Linked DNA regions of Mus musculus: regions 2 and 3 are each linked to region 1. A link is a contact called in public HiChIP or PLAC-seq and Micro-C data. All regions are on one chromosome and are shown on one strand. The core of a region is the stretch at or near the end of the contact, and the rest is flanking DNA. Distances in the headings are between cores, read along the strand shown.

What was found. Hi-C and Micro-C count contacts between places; a contact is called where the count stands out from the background. HiChIP or PLAC-seq counts read pairs in DNA pulled down with a chosen protein or histone mark.
Region 2: a contact with region 1 is called in a Micro-C map of the G1E-ER4 cell line. The contact joins two enhancer-like sites. A contact is called at or near these places in 3 of 39 promoter capture datasets (the 3T3-L1 cell line, hippocampal neurons and pre-B cells), 2 of 15 datasets of contacts at CTCF or cohesin (pro-B cells and stem cell-derived epiblast-like cells), 24 of 484 Hi-C or Micro-C datasets (the AML12 cell line, the Ba/F3 cell line, the C2C12 cell line and 12 more) and 3 of 9 other capture datasets (embryonic stem cells, liver and pancreatic islet).
Region 3: a FOXA1 HiChIP or PLAC-seq map of pancreatic cancer cells shows a contact between it and region 1. The contact joins two enhancer-like sites. A contact is called at or near these places in 2 of 15 datasets of contacts at CTCF or cohesin (pro-B cells and stem cell-derived epiblast-like cells), 21 of 484 Hi-C or Micro-C datasets (the AML12 cell line, the Ba/F3 cell line, the C2C12 cell line and 9 more), 1 of 115 datasets of contacts at active chromatin or transcription factors (pancreatic cancer cells) and 4 of 9 other capture datasets (adipose tissue, embryonic stem cells, liver and 1 more).

The regions. Positions count from the first base shown.
Region 1 is chr6:85,934,893-85,939,043 of GRCm38.p6, reverse strand. It overlaps the pseudogene Gm7542. Among named protein-coding and RNA genes, the nearest start is that of Tprkb, 21 kb to the right of the region's middle. Within about 2 kb of position 1,828, at least 366 of the 459 cell types and tissues checked have an H3K27ac peak or open chromatin away from gene starts, as enhancers often do. A contact at or near this core is called in the Ba/F3 cell line, the C2C12 cell line, the G1E-ER4 cell line and 2 more, where this site is marked.
Region 2 is chr6:86,093,689-86,097,839 of GRCm38.p6, reverse strand. It overlaps Add2 (adducin 2 (beta)), which reads right to left. Exons shown (of 16, transcript NM_001271857.1): 7 at 1,005-1,154. Among named protein-coding and RNA genes, the nearest start is that of Add2, 67 kb to the right of the region's middle. Within about 2 kb of position 2,104, at least 13 of the 459 cell types and tissues checked have an H3K27ac peak or open chromatin away from gene starts, as enhancers often do. A contact at or near this core is called in the Ba/F3 cell line and the G1E-ER4 cell line, where this site is marked.
Region 3 is chr6:86,073,012-86,077,162 of GRCm38.p6, reverse strand. All of the region lies in intron 1 of Add2 (adducin 2 (beta)), which reads right to left. Among named protein-coding and RNA genes, the nearest start is that of Add2, 46 kb to the right of the region's middle. Within about 2 kb of position 2,177, at least 16 of the 459 cell types and tissues checked have an H3K27ac peak or open chromatin away from gene starts, as enhancers often do. A contact at or near this core is called in the C2C12 cell line, the G1E-ER4 cell line, pancreatic cancer cells and 1 more, where this site is marked.

The DNA.
Region 1 (4,151 bases), core at 579-3,078:
AGCAGAGATGATGGCCGCCTTCTGCTGCTACAAATCTGGCTCTCTCAGCGTCCTGCTGAGCCACCTGTTTGGCTTCTACTGCCTCTGTGAACTCCTTCTCAAAGATCAGATGTGTCAGGGACACGTCATCCAGGATGAGCCCAAATGTTGCTGCTTGCTCTGTGAGGTCATCGCTCACTTGCCTGGAGATAGCTCTCGCTGGGTAATCAATTCTCCAGCATCAAATCAAGCCACCACTGACATGAGGATCTCCGTGGTGATAAGACAGCAGCACCTGCTCATCATAGTCCTGGCTGATGTTGGTGTAGATACGAGGAAGCTGGCTGGCCACCGGAAGAGGATGAGCAGTGTGACGTTGACGTTGTGCAGATCTTTGCTACTAGTGATGGTACGTTCCGTGGTCGAGAGCAGCTGTCAAAGAAAATTGGCTTCTGTACCCAAGGGATGAGAAAGTGAGTCCCTTCCCCTACCACAATGTCCTGTACTCCATGAAATTGGTCAAAGATGACAGCTCTGTGTCCAGCATCCACATTCTATAAAGCAGAGTTCACGCCTCCTGTAACTGCTAGCACCAAGCTGACCTTTCCATGGACCGAAACACGAGCAGCTCCTTCTGTTGCTTCCACTCACACCTGGCTTTCACTCTGACCTCCACAGGAACCCTCACTTCAAAACTCTAAAGCAGTAAACTTTTGTGAAGTGCTTTTATCATTTTACACAGAGAACTTCAATATATGAAGCTGAGTCCTTTGACACTAGTTTTACATTTCTTCTGTTAAGATAAATCTATTTGTGTAGAATGTCTTTTCTTGAATTTTTACTTCATCCATGACTAAGGTTGAGTCTCTTTTCATATGACTTGTTTTTTTTTTCCTATGACATGTTTTATTTTGTTTTTTGTTAAGTGCTTATAATGCATTTTTAACTAGGTTTTCTTCATTACTTTTTCTGGATGTCAGTCCATATAGATGCATACTGTATAGATGTACAGATGGTTAGACTGTACCACCGTGCCAGGCTCATGTCATAATGAATGTAAAAATTAAAAGCAAAATGAGGTTGTAGTTCAGTGGTAGAGTGTTTACCTACTAGCATAAAATTCAGGGTTCCACTCACGGTTTGTAAGCCTGCAAGCCAGTTTTCTCAGAATTCTAAAACTGTTGCCCGAAGTGCTGCTCTCCCTTGCCGACCTCCTCCAGTCACTGATTCAGACAGCCCTTTCTGGTGTACTTTCTCCACTGTCCTAATTAGGAGAGCAACACTGGCAGCCTGGCGTTCCCACTTTTCCCGTTGTCTTTACTGCACGCATCACCAGACACCTTCCATGCCATGCAAACAAAATACTGATAAAAGACAAACGCCAGCCAAGGAAAATAGAAAACAAGTTATGGCACGTTTCGTCTGCCTGGGAGGCTCAAGGATCACACACGACCTTCCTAACCCACTCTAGATATAAAGATCAACTTTGTTAGGTAAGTCCCGGATGCAAGTCACTGAGGGAGGCTCTGGGTTCCAGGGGTGCTTCCAGTGACTGATGGGAGCAAAGTGAAAACTGATCGTGGGTTCTCCAGTAATGGAAAAAGTGTGCTCACTTTGCTTAGGTTAATACTCTTCTTATCACAGTAAGAAAGTGATTAACATCTACCATAAACCATCAGTAGACTTTACAACCTGACTTCAACTTCCAGTCTCCACCCAAGGATCCCTCCCGCAGGAAGGTTCTAACTAGACTTTGCTGGCACATTCTGCCCTCCCAGGGAGGAGTCAGCGGAAGGAAGCACTCTCCCGATGTTGACCTCCACTTGGGCAGAGACAGCGCTTCTGGACGTGGAGGGGTTTGCTTCCGGGGAACGATCATCTAAGCCGTGCGGCAAAATGAAAGTGGGTTCCGCCCAGCCGGAGCCCCACCTCTTTCCCTGCGGACAGTTTTGCGGGCGAAGTACGCGTGCCTTTGCCCGTGTTTGTCGCGAGCCCCGGTGGAGAGCGACATGGTCTCAGGAGCGCGGCTCCGGACGGAAGGCCGCTCGGCTGCGCGCGCCGGGGCGCCCCCTGCAGGCGATGCCCGAGGCTGAGGCTGGAGGAGCCGCGTGCGGACCGCACAGCCACAGCCAGGCCCAGCGCTGGGAGGGAGGCGTGGCGGAGAGCGGAGTCGCCTCCACCCCAGGCTTTACCGGGGCCAGCGAGCGGCCTTGGCAGGAGGGACCCAGGCAGGAAGCCCTGAGGGTAGTAGGGACGCCCTGTTGGAAAGCCTGACCAGCCTAAGCCGAGGGCAGGCCATGCCATCCGGGTTGGAGAGGAGTCAGGCAGGGTCCAGACTCTACATGCTGGTCCCAGTGACATAAAGTTAGTGCTTTAGCTTCAGCCTGACTTCCTCCTGAAGGACCCTGTGACCACTGCGATAGGCTAGAATTGTATATTGGTGGCCTGATATTGTGTATCAGGAAACTATTTACAAATAGACCCTGCCCCTTTTGTGTTAAAAAATCTTAGGCAATTCCAGCAAGTCAGAAATGAACATTTGACTTTGGTATTTGTTCTCTTCAATATTTTTTCTTTGTGTACAGGTTTTTAAAAATACTATAGTTGGGGCTGGAGAGATGGCTCAGCAGTTAAGAGCACTGGCTGCTCTTCCAGAGGCCCCAGGTTCAGTTCCCAGCACCCACACGGCAGCTCACAGCTGTCTCTAACTCCAGTTCCAGGGGATCTGGTTCTCTCCTACATGCAGGCTAAACTCCAATTCATATAAAAATAAATACATCTTTTTAAAAAAAATACTATAGTTAGTGCTCCATGGCTGTAGTCCCAAGTATTTAGGAGGGAGAAACAAGAGGTGTGTTGAGTTACAGGCCAGCCTGAGCTACGTGATAAAACCTTCACAAAATCCAAAGAATTACAACAATAAAATAGTCGACAATTTTGGATCACCTTTCAGTGACCAAAAGCTTTCTTTTTTGCTTAATAAGTTCTCTCTGTCTTGCTTAAATGAGAGAAAAATTCCACGGTTTTGCTGTGCTTTTGTGGTTCACACATTTTGCATTCATGTGATTTAATTTGAAGCCTTTGCAGTTTCCATTGCTATCAGCATTACAGGTCTGGTCTGGGGGGATAGGAAGGCAGTCTGGGGATTGAATCTGGGGCTTTGTGTAAGTACACATCTGCAGAGCCAACGTTGGGTGAGCCTACATCAGTGGCTCTCAACTTGTGGGCTGTGACCCCCTCTAGTGTTGAAAGATCCTTTCAGAGGGCCCACCTAAGACTATGAGAAAACACATATTTACATTTCAATTCATAACAATAGGAAAATTACAGTCATGGAGTGGTACTACCATAATTTTATGGTTGGGGGTCACCACAGCGTGAGGAACTGTATTAAAGGGTCACAGCATTAGGAAGGTTGAAAACCCGTGGATTAGATGCTGGGCTGCAGGCTGGTCCCTATCTATGAAGCTGTATCCCTAGCTGTATGGTGCTGACTCCTTGTCATTTCTGCCCTAAACGCACCTCAAGGTGATATAGATTTCACTATCTGGGCTGTGTCATAATGGACAGGTCACATGAATCTTAGGCGCACTGTTAGTGCTGATAGTCGATACTGAAAAAAAGTTCCTCTTGCAAACAATAAACCTACTAGGCCCACAGTGTTTTGGACAGAGAAGCCCTCGAGTAATTGAGAATCGTGTTTGTCTTTATGTCTAACTTAGCTATATGACAGGGTTCCTCCTGGGAGCCAGTACTGACTGTTCATTTCCAGGCCACCTTGTTGGCCGGGGACTTTTTTAACGTGCAGCCTGCACACCTCAGGACCTTTGCTTTGCCAGGGCCATCCACGCGCCTCTATCACACCTGGCACTCAGCTTCCCAGCTAAAGGCACTCATGGCTTCCCTCACGTGCATCTGGAACGGGATGTCTGCACTACTGGACTGTGTGCAGGTCCTGTATAACCAGGCCCCTGCTGGTGTTAGTCTCTCCTGTAAAGACCCTGCTTTCTCAAAGATGGTCCAGCCTCAGCAGCATCCCTGCCTCTCTAGCATCCCTGCTCAGGAGACCAACCTTTCCTGAGGTGTAAGCTCTGGGTGTCCTTTCTGAAAAACCTCACTACTTCCATCCCGACATCTCAACATCTTCTCTGGTCCTTGTTACAGCTCTGAGG
Region 2 (4,151 bases), core at 855-3,354, 160 kb before region 1:
GAGCCCTACCTCATTTATCATTGAAAAACAAATAGCATGGTGAGGTGCGGAAGGGCCTTCCTGATCTTGCCTCACTGCCCCAAATAAGCCCGAGATTTCAGAGACCCTCAACACAAACACCCTATTGTGTCTTGGTCCCAGTTCAGGGATGTCTATACCCCATGACCCGTGTGTTTCCCTCAGAAATCAACAGGCTACTGCTATGTGCTCCAACCCTACAGGTCTGGTGCCAGCCAAGGCAATGCCCAGTGTCTACTGTTTCTCCAAGTGACACTGCAGCGTCCTCCACACACATGGAAAGCTGGCCTCAGGTGCTACCTGTGCCCTGTTCTCTCCCCGTTTTACTGAACCCTTCCCCAGATCTCAGCTGTCTGGAACTACAGGAAAGTCTGCAGGCTCACTTCCCCACCAGCTTACTTGCTTCTCCTCTAAAGGGCTGGGTCGTGCGGGGACAGGGCAGCCTGAAGCCCAACCACAGTGACGTGGGTGGACACTTGGAAGGTGCAGTTGCCTGGCTGAGTTCTCAGCTGTAGCCACAGCAGAGGGGAGTCTGTGAAATACACATCCCCACACTTCACACCAAGACCTTGGTATATGGAAAGAGGGTTGGAATAGAAAGTCCTAAGCTGAGAATTCACTCTCTTGGCCTGAGTTCCAGATCTTTACAAAAATTTTTTATCATTATTTTTATTTTTTATTTTATGTGTATGGGTGTTTGCCTTCATGTTTGTCTTAGCATCACATGCATGCAGTACCTGCAAAGGCCAGAACAGAGGGTGTCAAATTTCCTGGGACTAGGGTTACAGACAGCTGTGAGCAGCCATATGGCTGCTGAGAATGGAAGCAAAGTCCTCTGGAAGAGCAGCTCTTAACTACTGAACCATCTCTCTGCCCCCTTTCCAGAATTTTTAGATGATGACATGGCTATACTCCAGATGATATCTGCTCAGGGAGAAACTTAGGCACTCCGGGCTGGCTGCCACAGGAAGCCAGGCACTACTCACCGCTGCGGTGGCAGGCGTGTGCAGGTGGATGGCACACCGCACGTCGGGCCTGGCGGCATAGATGGCTGAGTGCAGACTGAAGCCCGTGGTGTCCACCGGGAAGCAACTGCTGCCCTTCTCCACCACCTCTCCCAGAATGTTCACTTTAATCTAGGCAGTAAAGAAGAGACCAGACTCAGGGCTCCTGCCCTCTTCCACACATGGGCCCAGTGCATTCCCTGGCCCACATCCACCATTCCAGACAACAGGAGCAATGGCTGGCCTTGGTGCTGGGGTACAGCAACAGGGAGTCCTGCCTGTGGTGAGTCCTAAGGAGTGGCAGGTGGATTCTGCAGGGAAAGTGGTGGGGCTGTTTCTCAGACTTTATTATGCATTGTTTCAGACACTGTCAAAATAGTTTCTAAACATAGAAAAAATAATACTTCTAGCAATTTCCCAAATGATGTCCAGGCTGTGGCCCACATATCCACTCCCAGTAACGAGCTAGAAGAGAATCAGTGCTAGAGTCCTCTAGAAGCAGCTAAGAAGAATCTTGAATGCCTGCAGAAACCTTCCCAGAGGAAGTCATGTCTAAGCTGAGCCACCTCATTTGTGAAACATCTTAATATACAAAGGTAAAGAGAATGACATACTGAACACCTTTCACCTGTCACAGAAAAGGGACCAATGGAAAGATGTCCCTTTCTTAGCTTTTTTTCTACTTCAAGAGACAAGCAAATGCCACACACAACATGTGCATGAAGGAACAGCAAGGGAGAATGGAGGGGGAGGAGAAAGGAGATAGGGAAGGGGTAGACCAGAGTGGGAGGGGGAAAGAGGAGAGTGAGAGAGAGTGAGAGATCAAATGAGCAAACAAGAGAAAGAGATAGACACACATACAGTGAGTGCTGGTGGGAGAAAGAGCACATACATGTATGCATGTGTATATGTGCACACACATATGCACACATGCATGTGCAAACACATGCAGATGCACTCAGACACACACACACACACACACCACATAGAGGGTGTTGGGCCCCATTCTGGCTCTGGTTTGGGCCTTGAGGACAAACCCAAGCCTGGCTTAAGTTTTAAGACCTGTCTCAGTCACTTCCATATCGGGTGACTCAGCAAGACCTGTTTGGCCCTGCCTCTGCCTAGCCGTTGCCGGTGTAGAGCTTTGCCATTGGCCCTGTCAGTCACTCCATACCCTCTGTCACCCTTCCCCACCTCCTACATCATCTTACCCTCCCCCCCCAAAAATCCCCCTTCCTATGTTCAAAACTTATATAATCGAGAGGCTGACGCCATAAAGTTGAGTTCCTGCTTTGACAGACAGCCCAGGTGTGTTTCTTTTGGGCCATCAACACTCGCCATCCTGCTCAGCCCCAGAGAGACCCCCACAGGACTGGGACCTCTCTTCTCTCACCTAGACCTGCCAGCAAGGAGCTGGCAAGAGGGAGGGGAAGGGAGGGGAGGGAGGGAGGGAGAGAATGAATGAATATGTTGCTATTGGTTTTAGTGTTCCTACTTAACAAATGGATTCACAAAGCACCAACATCACACACAGAAGGGCTTTTGCTGACTGGTACAAGACAGTGACCTTCTGCATAGAAATGGTAAGATATTTCATCCTCAAGGTGTCCCCACCAACCCTCGCAGCACATTGCAAGGTCCACCTCACAGAGACCCAAATCACCCAACAGAAACCTAGATTCTGAGGCAAGGTTTTCTTAACCTAGTGGTTCTCACCCTTCCTGATGCTGTGACCCTTTAGTACAATTCTTCATGCTGTGGTGACCCCCCGACCATACAATTATTTTGTTGCTACTTCAAAATTATAATTTTGCAGCTGTTATGAATTGCAATGTATATATCTGATACGGGGTCACGACTCAGGCTGAGAGCTGATATCCTGACACTTTGGCGAGCATGCACTCTGGTTCTCAGGCACTCTGCTGCCCTGGGCTCACAGGAATATTATTACACTTTACACACTAACAAGTGAGATTTTAGTTTCTTAGAAAGAAAGAAGTGGCGGGGGGGGGGGGGGAGGAGAGGGAGAAAGAAGGAAAATCACTGTTAAGTTGGCCCTCAAAACAGGAAGCACCTATGACAACCAGACTCTAACACTCAAGGCAGCTCCACAAATGCTCTCATGCCCCATTCCCCAAATTCCACAGACAAAAGAGGGACCAAAGGGCAGTGACATCGTGGTATGGGGATGGGCACACTATTGTACTGTGTGCTAACAGCACAGGAGTAGCATCCAACAGGCCCACTGCAAACCTCTCTGTGGAGTGGGTTCCTGGCTTAGGAGGGGCATGACGCTGGCTGGGTGTGACAACAACTCCTCCAGGTCACGATCCTTAAAACAAATGCACGTGCTCAGCCTGGTTCCCTGTTCCTCTGAGTGGCTCATGTGTCCCTTATCTCATCAATGCACCTGTGACTTGGGTCATTCAAGAATCTCCACAACCTAGTGAGACGGTGGCCAGTCCACCTGGTGCCTCTGTGGAGATGAGAGCCCTGAGGACCTCCCCAGAGCTCAGGCTTGGACTCTGCTGCTGTGTACATTTACAAAAGAAGCGCATCGTGAGACGCTGCAGGGAGTGGCACCTCGTGATTTCACCTGCTCCTCTCCTCCTCCTCAACCACATTCCCCCCTTTTAGGGTAGGAGCTGTACCTCCGTGCACAGCATCCCAGGGTCGGTCCACACCCTACACTACCTCCTGCGAGTGACTTCCACAGCCTGCAGGGTCTGCCCATACCTCAGACCACCTCCTGCTTGTGATTCCCCCTTCTGAACACATCGCAGCCAAATACCAACTGCCTCTGCCCCAGGGAACCCCCCCCCACCAGCTTCTTATACTCAACCTCTATACTCAACCTCAGCCACCAGCCCAGCTGATCAGCAGGCCCACTAAGCACACAAGCCCAGAATTGCAATTGTCCTGATGTCTGCTGGCCTCCACACCTCTGTTTAAGACAATCCGTGAACAAAGAAAACAGATTGCCTTGCTTCCACCTCCAGATTCCAGATGCTGAGCCATGCTTGCAAGTCTCTTAATCTCCTGCTCTGAGAACAAGTGTGTCCCCATCTGAGGAAGCTTTCCTCATGACATGCGGTCTAACTTCAAGCCAGGAGTCTACCCGGGATCCCA
Region 3 (4,151 bases), core at 928-3,427, 140 kb before region 1:
TGGTATCTGAGTGACCAGATCTGCAGCTCTGAGCTGGTTGAGAAGAGCCTGGGTTTGAACACATATGACTGACAGCTTCTTTCTTTGCTTCACCACTCTCAAGTGCCAGGTTCTGCACAACTGCTGGAGACATAAGTAGCAGACTCCCCTGTCTCTGCTCTCAAAAGGCCTTCTCAGGATGGGGCCAGTTGCATCTTTGGTGGTGTGGAAGTGGACAGTTCCTAACATTGGGGCTCCAACACTGGGCTTTAACCTGCACAATAGGTACCTCTGCTATTGATCCCCAAACCAAGTGGCCTTCAAGACTTCGTGAGGGAGAAGAGAGGCTTATAGGAAGCTCTGAGTTCACAGAGGCTGGGGGAAACTAGCAGACTGGCTAGCAGGGCCTGGCTCTTCACTCATGATCCCTCCAGGGAAAAGGTCTGCAACCTTGCGATGGGTAGATAACCACAGAGGCTGACTGCCCTCTGAGTCACCATTTCTCACCTCCACTGTCTGGCAATCCATGCAGGCCCTAAAGAGGGAGTCACCTTGTCTACCCTTTGCCTTCAGGCAAGAGCCCAGGGAAACAAACCTTGAAAATGGTTAACCTGAAGAGTATAAACATCACAATGTTCTTATATTGGCCCAGGGTGACATCTCTGCTTGAGGTTCTATCTCATAGCCCTCCCTCCTCCCAGCCAAGAGCTCCAGGGAGCAGCTCCCATGACACCTTCTGCACGAACACAGCAAACACCCCCAGCCACTGGTGGTGGAATGATATGCACTTTTAACACATGGAGGTCATAATTGTCAAGTTGCTTTTGTTCTATTAAGGCTTGTGATGGGTGGTGTTTTTGTTTTGTTTTTTTACCAAATGGGAACAAGAGAAAATTGTATTAAGACCTTTAAGAGGTGAGAGGTTTTAAGATTATGGGGAATGCTCTTAAAAGGGATTGTGGGATGTCAGGTATGTCCTCTCTCTTGTACCCAGCCATGAGGCAAGCAGTCTCCTTTGTCACAGCTCATGCCATGATGTACTATGCTGTCACAGACCCAAAGCAATGGGACCATTCAGCCATGGTCTGAATCTTTGACACCTGTGGCCCAAGTTTGTTTGTTTCTTTGTTTCTTTGTTTCTTTGTTTCTTTGTTTCTCTCTCTCTCTCTCTTTCTCTCTCTCTCTCTCTCTTCCTCTCTTCCTCTCTTCCTCTCTTCCTCTCTTCCTCTCTTTCTTTAAGCTGATTGATCTCAAGTGTTTAATCACAGTTACAGACGCAGGCTAACAGTTACTGAGAGTCCAGGTGTGAATGCTCATTCTTTCTCAAATGTCATCTTCCTTGCAGGCTGCAGAGGACAGAGGAAACACTCTGGGCAATGGATGCCACCAGCACATGGAAGGAAGGCAGACTGAGGATCAGCGGATCGGAGCTCCCGAGCCTGTTTCAGCAGGCATCCTACCCTACCAATGCTCTCACGTGCTCCCTTCTCTCTGAGAGACGATTCCTGTGAGCTCCAGGCTCCAGCTTCCTTCCTTCGACCACGGGGTCCCACTGGGACCCAGGGATCCATGTGTGGAATCTCTGTCCTTACTTTTTCTTTCCCTGCTTGTGGCACTGATATTTTCCTTGCCATCCCAATGCCCTTCAAGATACTTTTGTTTTTCTTTTACTATAATTTCAGATAAGGTGACTCAAATCCCCAAAGATACAACCTTAAGGGGAAATAGCTTCTAGCAAAAGTTATCAGGGAGCCATATGCTTTCTGGGAATGACAGTGATGTCCACACAATCATCTCAACCTTTTATACCTCAGGGCAATTCAATTTCTGCTCTAACAAGGCCACAGCAATTACTTCATGACCAATCCACATGGGGTGGAGACACGAAGGCACTCGAATGAAGGAGCCAGCCCACCCCACTCGCAGCTTAGAAACAGGAGCTCCATCTGCGCAGACGTTAACCTCAGCTGAGCTCATCTGTACTGATGGAGGCATTGGATTCCTAACGGCAGACTCAAGGGAATAAATAACCAGCTGAAGCCACAAATCAGAAACTATAATCTTCCGTCTTAACTCCCAAGAGGCCATAAGATTATTGATAAGATAAAAAGAGGAAGAAACAAGAGGTCATAGTAGGGAGAACAAGCTGAGGGCTGCAGATACTGTGACTCAAGTCAGCCTCACTTTTGGGATATCTCCTGTCTGAGGAAACAACAGGAGGTGAGTCACACAGGCCAGCACAGATGCTGGTCTCAGAAGTGGGGGAGGATGTAGGGGTGAAATGTAGGGGAGGCATCAAATCTGGTATGAGGGTAAGCTATAAAAATTACCATTCGCCCGACCTTGCTCATCCACATCACAGCTTGAGAGAGAAAACATCTTCGGTTATGTATTACCTGTGGTTAGAAGACACATCCTAGTTTCAGAGATTATTTAAATGTGGGGGAAATGTGTCTCAGAATAGATAAAGCATAGAAATCCATATCATAAGCCAGTGTCATCAGAGCCATGGAGATGGCGCAACAAGTAAAGCGTTTGCTTCCCAAGCATGAAGATCAACGTTCAGACTCCCAGATCCCAATAAGTTCTGTGTGTTTGTGGGGCTGGGACCCCATGTGTAATTCAAGCCTTGGAAGGTAAAGACAAGATCCTCAGAGCTGGCTGGCTATTGAGATGAGGCACAGCAGGGAACTCTATATTTGGCTGAGAGGCCCTGCTTCAACAAACGAGGTGGAAGAGTGGTTAAGGATAATTTCCAACATCAACCTTGGGCCTCTGAGCATACCATTAATATCTATACATGTGCAAGCACACATACTATAAAGAAATTAGTGTCATCATATTGCCATGGTGGGAAGCATGTCATTGCTAGGTGAAGGATGAAGAAATGCCAAAAGAGAAACAGACCAGGAAGGCTTTAGCAGCCCTAAACAGCCTTATAAGCAGGCATGGGTGCCTGTCTGTCAATATCTGCCTCTGCCCCATGCTGTGTCCTGAGGTCAAGGATAAGGGCAGGCTTAAAATCCCATGCTTAAGTTAAACACAGGGGTTGTTTATCTGTCCTCAGATGAGGAAGCCACTTCCTCTTCTATGAAATAGCAATACAATGTCACAGGCGAGGATTGCCTAGTACGGGAAGAAAGAGGAGACTAACCCACCACTCAGACTTCTGATTTACTGAGTTGATGAAAACACAAGAGGAACTAGATATACAGCTGCCTGAAATGCATAAGGACACACACAGGAGCACACACACACACATACACACACGCAGCACACATGCATGAACACAAACACACATGCAGCACACACACAAACACGCACACAAACACGCACACAAACACGCACACACACACACACACAAACACACACACACACACACACACGGAGGAAGGATGGAAGATCGAAGAGAAGGGAGGAGACCAGCATGCATCAGAGGCTCCATCAAGGGCAGTTTCCATTCCAAATCCCTCTGGGAACTGCCATTCATTTCTGTCCTGCATAATCCCAACTTAGGGATAGAATAAAGAAAATGAGGGTCCCTAGAGGGTGGTAAATAATTCTGGAATACTCCAAAACTATCTTTCTACAAGAAGACCCAGAGACTGGATCTACCGATGAGCATCAGAGTGTGGCCATCCTGATGACATTCTTGTCCCTGTCTCTTTGGCTATAAGACTATTGAAACAATGGTCCCCAAGAAATTGGCATTTTCTCCTGGAATTTCGTTCTGAGAAGAAAAGGCCAGGCAGAGTTGAAACTCGTCATCTGGAGAGAGCTTGCACAGCTCTTACAACTTGTCAGACTACCCTGTAGGAGGAGTTGAGGCAGAGATTATGATGGGTCAATATTAGGACAGACAACTCATCTGAGACTGGTTAGTTATGCATATCTGTGGCCTCTTAATTCTTCCCAATGTGGTCACATTGTCTAAACCTGTTTTCTGCTTTATATTATTAATTTGTCTCTAAAACGGCTTACTGAAGGCAAGTGGCAAGCCTGGCTTGTTAGGGCAGTCAGGGCCAAGGCAGTAATCCCAATAACCCCGGAAATAATATCTAAACTCACTCACTCACTCACTCACTCACTCACTCACTCACTCACTTACACTCACACACTCTCTCTCTCTCTCTCTCTCTCTCTCTCTCTCTCTGTGTGTGTGTGTGTGTGTG